3 separate regions of the Zea mays genome follow, and regions 2 and 3 are each linked to region 1. The links are chromatin contacts, called in public Hi-C maps. All regions are on one chromosome and are shown on one strand. Each heading gives the region's core, a stretch centred on a gene start, on an enhancer-like site or on the middle of the called end of the contact. The rest is flanking DNA. Distances are from core to core; before and after follow the strand shown. Region 1 has its middle 130 kb from the start of LOC100275162. Region 2 holds the start of LOC100275168. Region 3 overlaps LOC100282213 (ORM1-like protein 2).

Region 1 (3,082 bases), core at 547-3,046:
TTAGGCCCGATACCTTGCCGGAGTGTATCAGGAATTATTGTACATTTCTCACATCCGGAGTCATGGGTTTTAAGAAAAGCCTAGCATCATCAGCATAGAGACTAGTGCGAACTACGATATGGTCAGCCTGCATTACACCGCAGTAAACATGATGCATATATATATTCGGCTACATGCCTACAACTCAACTACTTCAGTAACTTGCTTTTTACCTTCATTGGCCAGACGAACGAATGGAGCAAAAGCCCGTGTTGCTAGTATGGTTATTACAAAACATTAGACTGCGCAAAAAAGTACTGGGCAGGATGCTGCTCTACAGAAATTCTAAAACACGTCCACAAATGTTCTATAAGGAATATAAACACAAGTACACAACGAAAACTACTGCACGAGCAAAGTTGACACATAATTATCACTATGACCAAATTAAGAATACAAGAATTTATGTGGATCGTTTTCTTAATTATATTAGCACATATACGAATGCACATTCGTGGGATTCTGGGATAAAAAATATACCAGCGAGAAGCCAGAACTGTTGGGTAGAAATTCTCAAGATTCCCACAGAGATTTATACTTCTTCACTGCCACTTCTGCTAGTGTTTTTCCGAACATTGTACTTGCATAGGGGGCATGTGGCATTGATGTGCAACCATTTATCGATGCAAACCCAATGAAAATGGTGGCCAGAAGGAAGTTCACGAGGCTCTGCACCATCATAAGCCGAAAGGCAAATACAGCACTCCTGCACATAGACAAAGAGCAACAAATTCATTGACGCTAGAATGAATACTGTTCGAAGCAACATACACCTGAACAAGGCCATCAGAATTAAGAGAAGTCGGAACAAAGTTTGCCAGGAAGATCTAACGTACATCAGAGTTGATAACTACAGTTTTGGCCATGAATATGTACAAATAATAACAAATAATTAGCTACTATCAGTTCTTTCAGACATTCCTTCTCCATTCCAATGCTTTTTTACTTGATCTAACGCGCCACCTATATAAATAATTTGTCAAATCTATTTTATGAAACTTTCTTTCATTCCAACAAAAAATTCTGAACCGCAGTCTCCCTAATGCAATAAGTTAAAGAATCAAGAACTAGAGAATTTACCACGTCTTCAGCTGCAAGTACTTTTTCAATAGGTTGATTTGTGCCACATTCTATCATAATTCCACCAGAAGATCCAGGCACACTACTAGGTCGCTTTTCTGGCTCTTCCATCTTCCGAAATTTGTATTTTGGAATTTGATGAATGTCATCTTCAGATGCTCCCTCATGTTTTCAGTCAGATGATCAGAAGATTAAAATCATGCTTACAAATTAAATGTGCATTATTTTCTCAAACAAACTAAATGTGCAATAGAAGGTATAAAGAAAGAGAAGCAACAAAACAGAACACATGATCTACAAGAAAAACAAAACAAAGAAAGTAAATTTAAACAAAGAAAAGCATGTAATTTTACCATGTCACTCATCACGGTAAACCTAGCACAGCAGTATCTACAACCAGTGTTTTCAAGTCATCCGACTAATTGCGCGGACTAATCGTTAACCTGAACCCAACTATAACCACCGAAGCGATTAGACCGAACAGAATTCTAGTCGTCCGGTTAGTTGACAACTAATCACGGTTAGTCGTCGGGTTTGGTGTGGGACGACCAGATTGGACATGTGTTTTTAGATGGGCTTTTGAGATTAATGGGTGTTGCAGTTGTGGGACGACCAGACCGACCAGAATTCTAGTCGTCCATCTGTGGGCTCATGGGCTGCTATTGTGGCCTTTTAGGGTTGCCAAACTAGACAGTAAGCTACAGCCGCACAAGAACGCATCGCATAGAGCCGCCCGTGCTGCCACACAGCTGCAGTGCCATCTACAAGTTCTAGGCGGCTGGCCGTGCTGCCGCAGTACCGCTGCCGCCCACAAGATCCAGTTCCAGGCAACCGCCCTGCTACCACACAACTACAGTGTCGCCCACAAATTCTAGGCGGCCGCCCGTTCTGCGCTGTTGCCGCCCCAGGCAACACTCGCCATCTTCAAGGTTCGTCGTCCAGGCCTAGCTCTTGTGTATCCGCTGGTATCAAGCGCCGAAAAGATGAGGTTGTCTTGAGATGGTTAGTATGCTTCTTGATGCTCTGCTTTGCTTGCATTAGGCTCGATTAGTCGGTCTGGTCGACAACTAATCGCGACTACTCGACTAATCGGTAGCTATACAACTAGACTCGAAAACATAGTTTACAACTTGCTCATACATTGGAAGTTCTCAAAGCTTGCTATATACACCAACAACAGCAACAAAGCTTTTTAGTCCCAAGCAAGTTGGGCTTGCTATATACACCATGTGTTGAAAACCAGATTGGAACAGGAAAGTTCAGAAAACGTAAAGTAGTATTCAATAAGTCAGAATCACAACAGGCTAGAGTATATGTGGTAAATTGGTGATTGGGCTTCCAGTGTTTATACGGTCTACTCATATAGGGTTAAAAAGATAATGCTAATGAGCTGAGCTAATTTTCCTACTGAGAACATGTCCACGTCTCCAACTTGGATGAGCCAAAATAGGTGGCAGTGCTAGATATTTTTCATTTCCACTAAACATTGGTTTCAATCATCAAAATTGTTTAAGCATGCATAATTAATCAATATTTAAATTGAGAAATTTTGCAGGTGCAATTGACAATTCAACAGCATAGCAGTAACGTGATTTACTCACAATTTCAATTTCATGATTGGCAGAATACACGAGTTTTGGAAATTTTACAATGACCAGAACATGTAAAAACAGACCGAGTAATTGGTAATTAGATGTTTACCAGCCTTGCCTGATGATTAATTAGCTATGCTTAGACCTGATACTTTAGCAACCATTCAAAAATGTTACTAATGTAGTAATATTCCTCATGTATAGTGAATACACGGCCTAACCAGCTTGAATTGAAGAACCTTTACAAGATTTATCTGCCGACCACTGTGTCACACTGAAGCTTGTACAATAAGAGATAAACTACGTAAGGTTATGCCACAAAAGTAGATAGTGAAACTAGTAAACCAATTTACACATAATACGTAGGAAAA
Region 2 (3,025 bases), core at 246-2,745, 130 kb before region 1:
AAGCTGTAAATAATCGGTTCACCGCCTTAACAATCTGTATATCCTGCTGTGTTAGCCCCCAAGTCGATTGACACACACGAACACCAAGAACCGAAAATAAAAAGAGAAGGCAAACAACCAGAGAGATCAAACGCCATATGTGAACACTAATCACCTCCACCCTCTTATTAACTCCGATCCTTGTCTCTACCCCCCTATCTCCGCATGCTGACAACGGCGCGTGCATGAGCCATGCATGGCGCGCCGCCTTACCATTTACCAAGAGCCTCCGCCACCATTGCTGCTGCCATTCCCGATCATGCTATTGCTCCAGAATCCTGCTGGAGCCTCGTGGCCGCCGGTGACGCCGCTGGCTCCGCCGCCGTCGCCTGCTGCTTGATCTTTGCTGTGCTCGTAGTGATGATGATCAGCTCCGTTGCTCGCGCCGCCGCCAGCAGCGCTCACTGCCGGCTTCAAGTCCTCGAAGGGGAAGAGCATCCTGCCAGCCGCGCTCTCCTGCAGCCCGGCACTGTAACCCCCGGCGCCGCCAACTCCCCCCGTGCCGTGCGTGTCCAGGGAGAACCCGAACACACTCTGAGACTGCGGCGGCGGCGGAACGCGGAACTCGCCCAGCGAGAATCCCGCGGCTGCGTACTCCGCGGGCATCCCTAGCTGAAAGTGCTGCAGTGGGACGTAGCAGCCCGTGCTCCTCAGCAGCTCCAAACCCGAGAGCGCGCCCATGCCCCTGCCGGCGGCGCCGTTGCCCAGCATGGCAGCTCCGGGGTTGCACACGCTGCTGCTCTCCAGGCTCGGGAACGCCGGGAACTCCGGTGGCTGCAGAGCGCGGCCGTTGTGGTGAGGGAACGCCAGGTTGAGGTCGTGCGCGCCCTCGTGCATCAACTTGGGGTTCTTGGCCGCGAGCCCCACGGGGACCGTGCCAGACATAGCCGCGGAGGTGGAGGCGGCGGCGGCCGCAGCCGCCGACGACACGGCCGAGGACGAGCGCTTGTTCTTCCTGGAGCCGCCGCCCACCGGAACGTTGCGGAGCGAGCCGCCCTCGGTCCAGTAGCGACGGCACGTCTTGCAGAAGTAGCGCGGCTGCTGGAGGCTATAGTTGTTGTAATAGCAGAACTTGGTATTGGTGGAGTTGCACCGCGGGCAGTTGAGCGCCTTCTCCTTCTGCGGCCGCGCCCGCCGCTCCGGCCCCGCTCCTCCGGTCGCGCCAGCGCTAGGCGGCGCTGCCGCAACCGCGGCGGGAGCGCCTGCCCTCTGGGCGCCGGGAGCCGAGGGCGCAGCCGGCGGTGGGTTTGGATTCTGGTTTAGATTTGCGTTTCCAGCCATGAGCATCTCCTCCATGGGCTTCCCTAGCCCTAGCCCCTGGTGATGGACACATATTGCTCATCGTTAGATGATACCACTGCAAACCTGAATGATGATTGTTAAGGTAACTGACAACTACTACGAAGCAAGAACATGTAGTATGTATGGGAGATTGAAGAGATGGATATAGCAAGCACATATCAGAGGGGGTATGAGCGTGGAGGACTTTGGATTCTTATGGTGCAACAACTGCAGTGCAGTGCAACAAAGAACCAAGCACATGGATACAAAGGCGAGATTAAAGAGAATGGGAAAAGGCAAATAAAAAGGTGAAAAAAAACAAGGAAAAGATGAGAGAGAAACATCGCAGCGCACCACATAAACTCAACTTTGCTTGTGCTCTTGTAGGGTTGCATCTGTGGCGTAGCACTTCTACTCACTCCATCACCCAAGACATGGCTGCTCTTTTGATGCAAGGTGTGGGAGAGGGAGGGTAAAGCTCCTCTCCATACGAGAAAGAAAAGGAGGGATAAAGGAGATGAGAGCTTGGAAAGGGGGGATAAGATAGAAAGAAAGGCAGGAACACAAAGGAAGATAAAGGCGGCCGTGTGCTCCTTTCAAGGATTAAAAGGAGGAGACAAGGGGGAATTAAAGGCCCCGGAGTCCCCCCAGCTCAAAGCCAATGGAGAAGAGACGGCACGCACACAGAGAGGAGGTGACGATACTCGCCTAGATCTACGCAAAGAATAAAAGGTTCGCCATGGCGGTATCCAAGAACAAGAAAGCCTGCCGCGGCGAGGCAGATAGATCATCGTGCTCACACCCACATACATACTCCTATAAGAAAGCAAGAGCTCCAGGACCAAGGCGCAGGCCAGGGAGAGGCGGAGAACAAGACCACCAAGATCCAAGCCGGCAGGTGAGAGATCTCGTACGCATAGCCCCCGATGTGCACGGTTGCAGCTATATAGCGCCTGGTTCGATCGAGACGGCTGTGCTGTGCAGATTATAGCTTACCTGATGCCACTGCGCCGCATCCATGCATGCAAGGATCCCAATTCCGCTCCTCGCCAGCGGTTCTCCCGTGTGGTGGTTGTTGCCTCCGAGGGGCGAGGAAGAAGACGTACGAGCTGAGGACGACTACGACGACGAGGACGAGGACGAGGCGCAGGAGGAAGGAGGAGGAGGAGCGTACTGGAGCTGGATGGGACGGGCGAGGGAGGAGGAATGTCCTGTGTAGTGGAATTGCTCCCCGGCCCCCTTCTCTAGTCTTCTCCTTCATATGTCATGAGACGAGATAGTGCGATTCTTTTTCTCGCAATATTTTTATGCGTCTAGCTAGGCTCGCTCGCTGGAGGCTGCTGCTGCTGCTGGTGCTGGAGCGAAGCGAAGCGAGGAGGAAGAGCAACCGAAATCGGTGCCCCGGCAGTTTTCGGAAACGCGTCAAAAAATTTCGTCCATGTAACGCTTTTCCAAGCGTGCTAGCTTTGTCCGTGTACGTAGCGATTTTTTTTTGGGCCGGGTCCGGAGGGAGCTACAGAAAAAACCAGTCGGTGACAGCAGCCAGCCGCGCGCGCAGCCCTTGGCATGATGGGGCCTCGCACGTGCGTAGGGAACCGTGCCACGTGCGAGCAACTAACCGGGGGTGTGGTTTTAGTGCTTTAATTAAACACATCCTGGTTTCTGAATTCAAGAACGATGGACTCATGATCGATCGAACGACGCC
Region 3 (3,208 bases), core at 43-2,542, 150 kb before region 1:
TAGTTCACTGGAGAAATTTGCTGTCTCTCTTCTGAGTAATGTTCAATTTGTGGAAACTTGCTTTTTTGCTTCTTGTAATGTCTCATGTCTCTATAGTAGGCTATGTAAGTTGTTTATGTCATTCTAGGACCTGTTAGTATTCTGGGACCACTCACTGGATCTGTTACAAGGATGAACACATCCGACCTTTCTTTCTTTCACTGTCAAGAAAACAACAAGATGAACTGAGAAAAAACACTTCATGTGTAGCATTAACAATAAGCTATAGTTAGCTTAGGCTGTTTGCTGCAGATCGTGTAAAATAGAGGATTTGCACTGTAAATTACACTGTTTGCAGAGTGAAGTTTGAAATAGGGGATGGGATACGATAGCTGCTGGAGACAGCCTTAGCTGTCTTAGAATAAGCGTTATTATAAAAGACATTTTTAGTGGGAATGTGGGATAAATCTTGAATGTTGCCATGTAGGTGGTAGAGCACCTTTTCTAGTTGTGTAGCAACGGACATTGGAGTTTGTCTAGGGTATAATGTGTACAATTGAATGCTTTACCTGCATTTGCATAGCATAATGGTGTTCACAATAGTTCAATGCTGCTGTAGTTTTGACAGATATTTGTCAGCTTGTACACGTTGCTGACTGTTCATTATGCTGATTCTGTTATAGTTGTAGAGCTGTGGTGCCATTAATATAGACTGATCTTTCATGTGACTTGTGCATTCTCCTGTCGCTAATCTTTTCAAGCACTCCATCAGGTTCACATGATATATAGTGAACATGCATGATAGACTATAGCTAATCCTAACAAAAAGTTAACTACTCTTCATGCTTGATTCGTTACTACTATTATATGCTAATGCAATGAGTAATGTAACGCAGAATCACACTATTTTTATCCATTATTCGCAGAAAGATACTATCAGCCATGTGTTTCTTTTTTTTTTTATCTAGTGTTTTTGTTACTAACTGTAGCTTGCATTCCCCCCATATTTCCTTACCAGGTATCTGATAGCTTTGCACACCACAGACTACCAACAACCTATGCTCTTCCTCAATACCCTTGCCGTCAGCGTGCTTGTGGTCGCCAAACTACCGAATATGCACAAGGTCAGGATTTTTGGAATAAATGCTGAGAGCTAAACAGCGTCATCCTTCACCAGACATTTTACCTATATGCTTTTTCAGAACGGTCTGTATGTTCCCCTTCTAGTGCTTTAGTTGGGCTCATTCATCAGAGTACCATAGTTTAAAAGTTGTTAGCAGATGGGCCTTGGTCGTTGTATAGAGAGATGCTCAGAGGCTGGACTGGACATGTCGCTGCTGTACATCTGATGTGCACAGATTCTGTACACCCTTAATGTTGCTATATGGTTTGTTGCGAGCATCTGTCAGTTGCTATATATGTATGTATAGTATCATTCTTGCAGAGCAATGTTTCCTCAGCTACCATAATACTAGTACCAAAATAGCTCCACAGTACTGGCTGCGCGTATGGCAGGGGCAGGTGGTGATGGATTGAGGGGCAAAATTATTACAAACAGTTTCTGCACTGGCCGTCAGGTATACGTTGGTTTCTTGGTGGGAAAACTGTTTGCTTTCCTCACATTGACAACCGATCGTCTGAAAATGAGCTAGGTTCGTAATCGTGTGTCACGAGGATCTACTCGGAATTGTTTGTGACACTACAATTCCTTGGGGCTAGTCTGTCAATTGTGGCATTGTGATTATCGTCTTTTACTCGTGCTGAAGGATAACAAGTTCACGCCTTCGCGGTAAAAGTAAAACTCTTTTGCTGAGGGTAAAGGTTACCAAATATTACATCTACCTGCAAGTCACCAGTTAGTCAGTTACCATCAGAAGGCAGCTTCCTCCCAGTTGAAAAGTCGAGCAGAGTGACGCACGCCACGCGGTAACAGCAACACCCACTGCGCAGCATCCAAGTCGCACGCAGACACCCGGCCGGCACCTGCAACAGGTGGTGCGCCGCGGACCTTGGTCGTCCGCTGTACGGACTGCTGTTTCGGCGGCCTCCACCACGGTGTCTGTCTGCCAAGCGACGGCCATCGGGACATGACACCAAGACGGAATCGAAATAACATGGCTTGGCTATCCATCTCATACTCGTGTGGAAGGAACTGAACATACATACGGTGAGCCCCAGACAGTTTCGCTGTCGTGTACAGTACCGTCTTTGAGCCCGGCCGGCTGCTGGTTCACGCTTCTCAGCCGTGTCAGCCGGTCAGCCCGTCGCTACCAAAATCTATTCGTTTTTGCTTCACCGATCACCCATGGCCATGCTATGACATTGCCCGGCCGGCTGCTGGTTCACGCTTCTCAGCCGTGTCAGCCGGTCAGCCCGTCGCTACCAAAATCTATTCGTTTTTGCTTCACCGATCACCCATGGCCATGCTATGACATTGCCCGGCCGGCAGAGCTAGGTGAATGGAAGAGCTTTTCCGCTTGCCGGCCGGGGTCCGCCGGGATTGCGTTGTCTCCGCGAGTGCGGATGACGGTGAAAACATTGCCATCCCCCGCGATTCCCTGCACCCGCACCCCCACCCCTTCTGACACGCGTTTCACCGAGACTGGGATATATACTTGCCTCGACCGTTCTTTTCCCCCCTAGCACAGTAAACTACTGTACATGGCATGCTCCCCATCAGCTGCCGAGTTGGTCTGATCTGATCCTGTAATTACAGTCTAACAACGCACATGAATCTTTTTTGGCAAAGAGTGTGCCTCACTGCATTTGCCGTTTTTTCTCCGAAGCCAGACACGAACGCGCCGGATCGTTTGCAGCGTGACCGAAGCATCGATTCTAGACCAAGCGAACGAGTTAGCGTGTTTGGTTCGAGAAATAAGGTATTTCATCGTCTTATCAGTTCTCACATTCTTGTTTGGGTTGTTAAATGTAATAAGTTGATCTATCACTATTTCATTTCTCGTAGTCTACTAATTAGTAATAATATGATAAATAAGTTTATTCTACTAAATTTATGAAATTGACTTGTAATGCACCATCTCCTCTATAAAATAGATTAACTCTTCATACCAAACGCCCCCTATATGTTCGAGAATTTAGCTAGTGGAACTTTCCAGCACAAACTGCGCAGCGAGTAATGGCGTTCAGCTGCACAATAGCAGCTGGCTCTCGAGGTTCCATGATTGTACTGTTCCGGTTATCTGTTACCACGACGGCGAACATGCTTACA

Evidence for each region. A called contact is a pair of places that touch in the nucleus more often than the background predicts.
Region 2: a Hi-C map of bundle sheath shows a contact between it and region 1, with 5 times the contacts expected there. The contact joins the promoter of LOC100275168 here to the enhancer-like site in region 1. A contact is called at or near these places in 4 of 25 Hi-C or Micro-C datasets (bundle sheath, ear, leaf and 1 more).
Region 3: a Hi-C map of tassel shows a contact between it and region 1, with 2.3 times the contacts expected there. The contact joins two enhancer-like sites. A contact is called at or near these places in 3 of 25 Hi-C or Micro-C datasets (ear, endosperm and tassel).

The regions. Positions count from the first base shown.
Region 1 is chr5:199,247,620-199,250,701 of Zm-B73-REFERENCE-NAM-5.0, forward strand. It overlaps the pseudogene LOC103627536. Among protein-coding and RNA genes, the nearest start is that of LOC100275162, 130 kb to the left of the region's middle. Within about 2 kb of position 1,797, at least 18 of the 20 cell types and tissues checked have an H3K27ac peak or open chromatin away from gene starts, as enhancers often do. A contact at or near this core is called in bundle sheath, ear, leaf and 2 more, where this site is marked.
Region 2 is chr5:199,119,619-199,122,643 of Zm-B73-REFERENCE-NAM-5.0, forward strand. LOC100275168 reads right to left here and starts at 1,496. Exons shown (of 1, transcript NM_001149322.1): 1 at 1-1,496. The coding sequence starts at 1,335. The coding sequence ends at 256. It overlaps LOC100275162 (a long non-coding RNA gene), which reads left to right and starts at 1,741. Exons shown (of 2, transcript XR_553688.4): 1 at 1,741-2,218; 2 at 2,305-2,813.
Region 3 is chr5:199,101,904-199,105,111 of Zm-B73-REFERENCE-NAM-5.0, forward strand. It overlaps LOC100282213 (ORM1-like protein 2), which reads left to right. Exons shown (of 3, transcript NM_001155125.2): 3 at 998-1,420. The coding sequence ends at 1,136. Among protein-coding and RNA genes, the nearest start is that of LOC100282213, 9.8 kb to the left of the region's middle. Within about 2 kb of position 1,293, at least 16 of the 20 cell types and tissues checked have an H3K27ac peak or open chromatin away from gene starts, as enhancers often do. A contact at or near this core is called in ear and tassel, where this site is marked.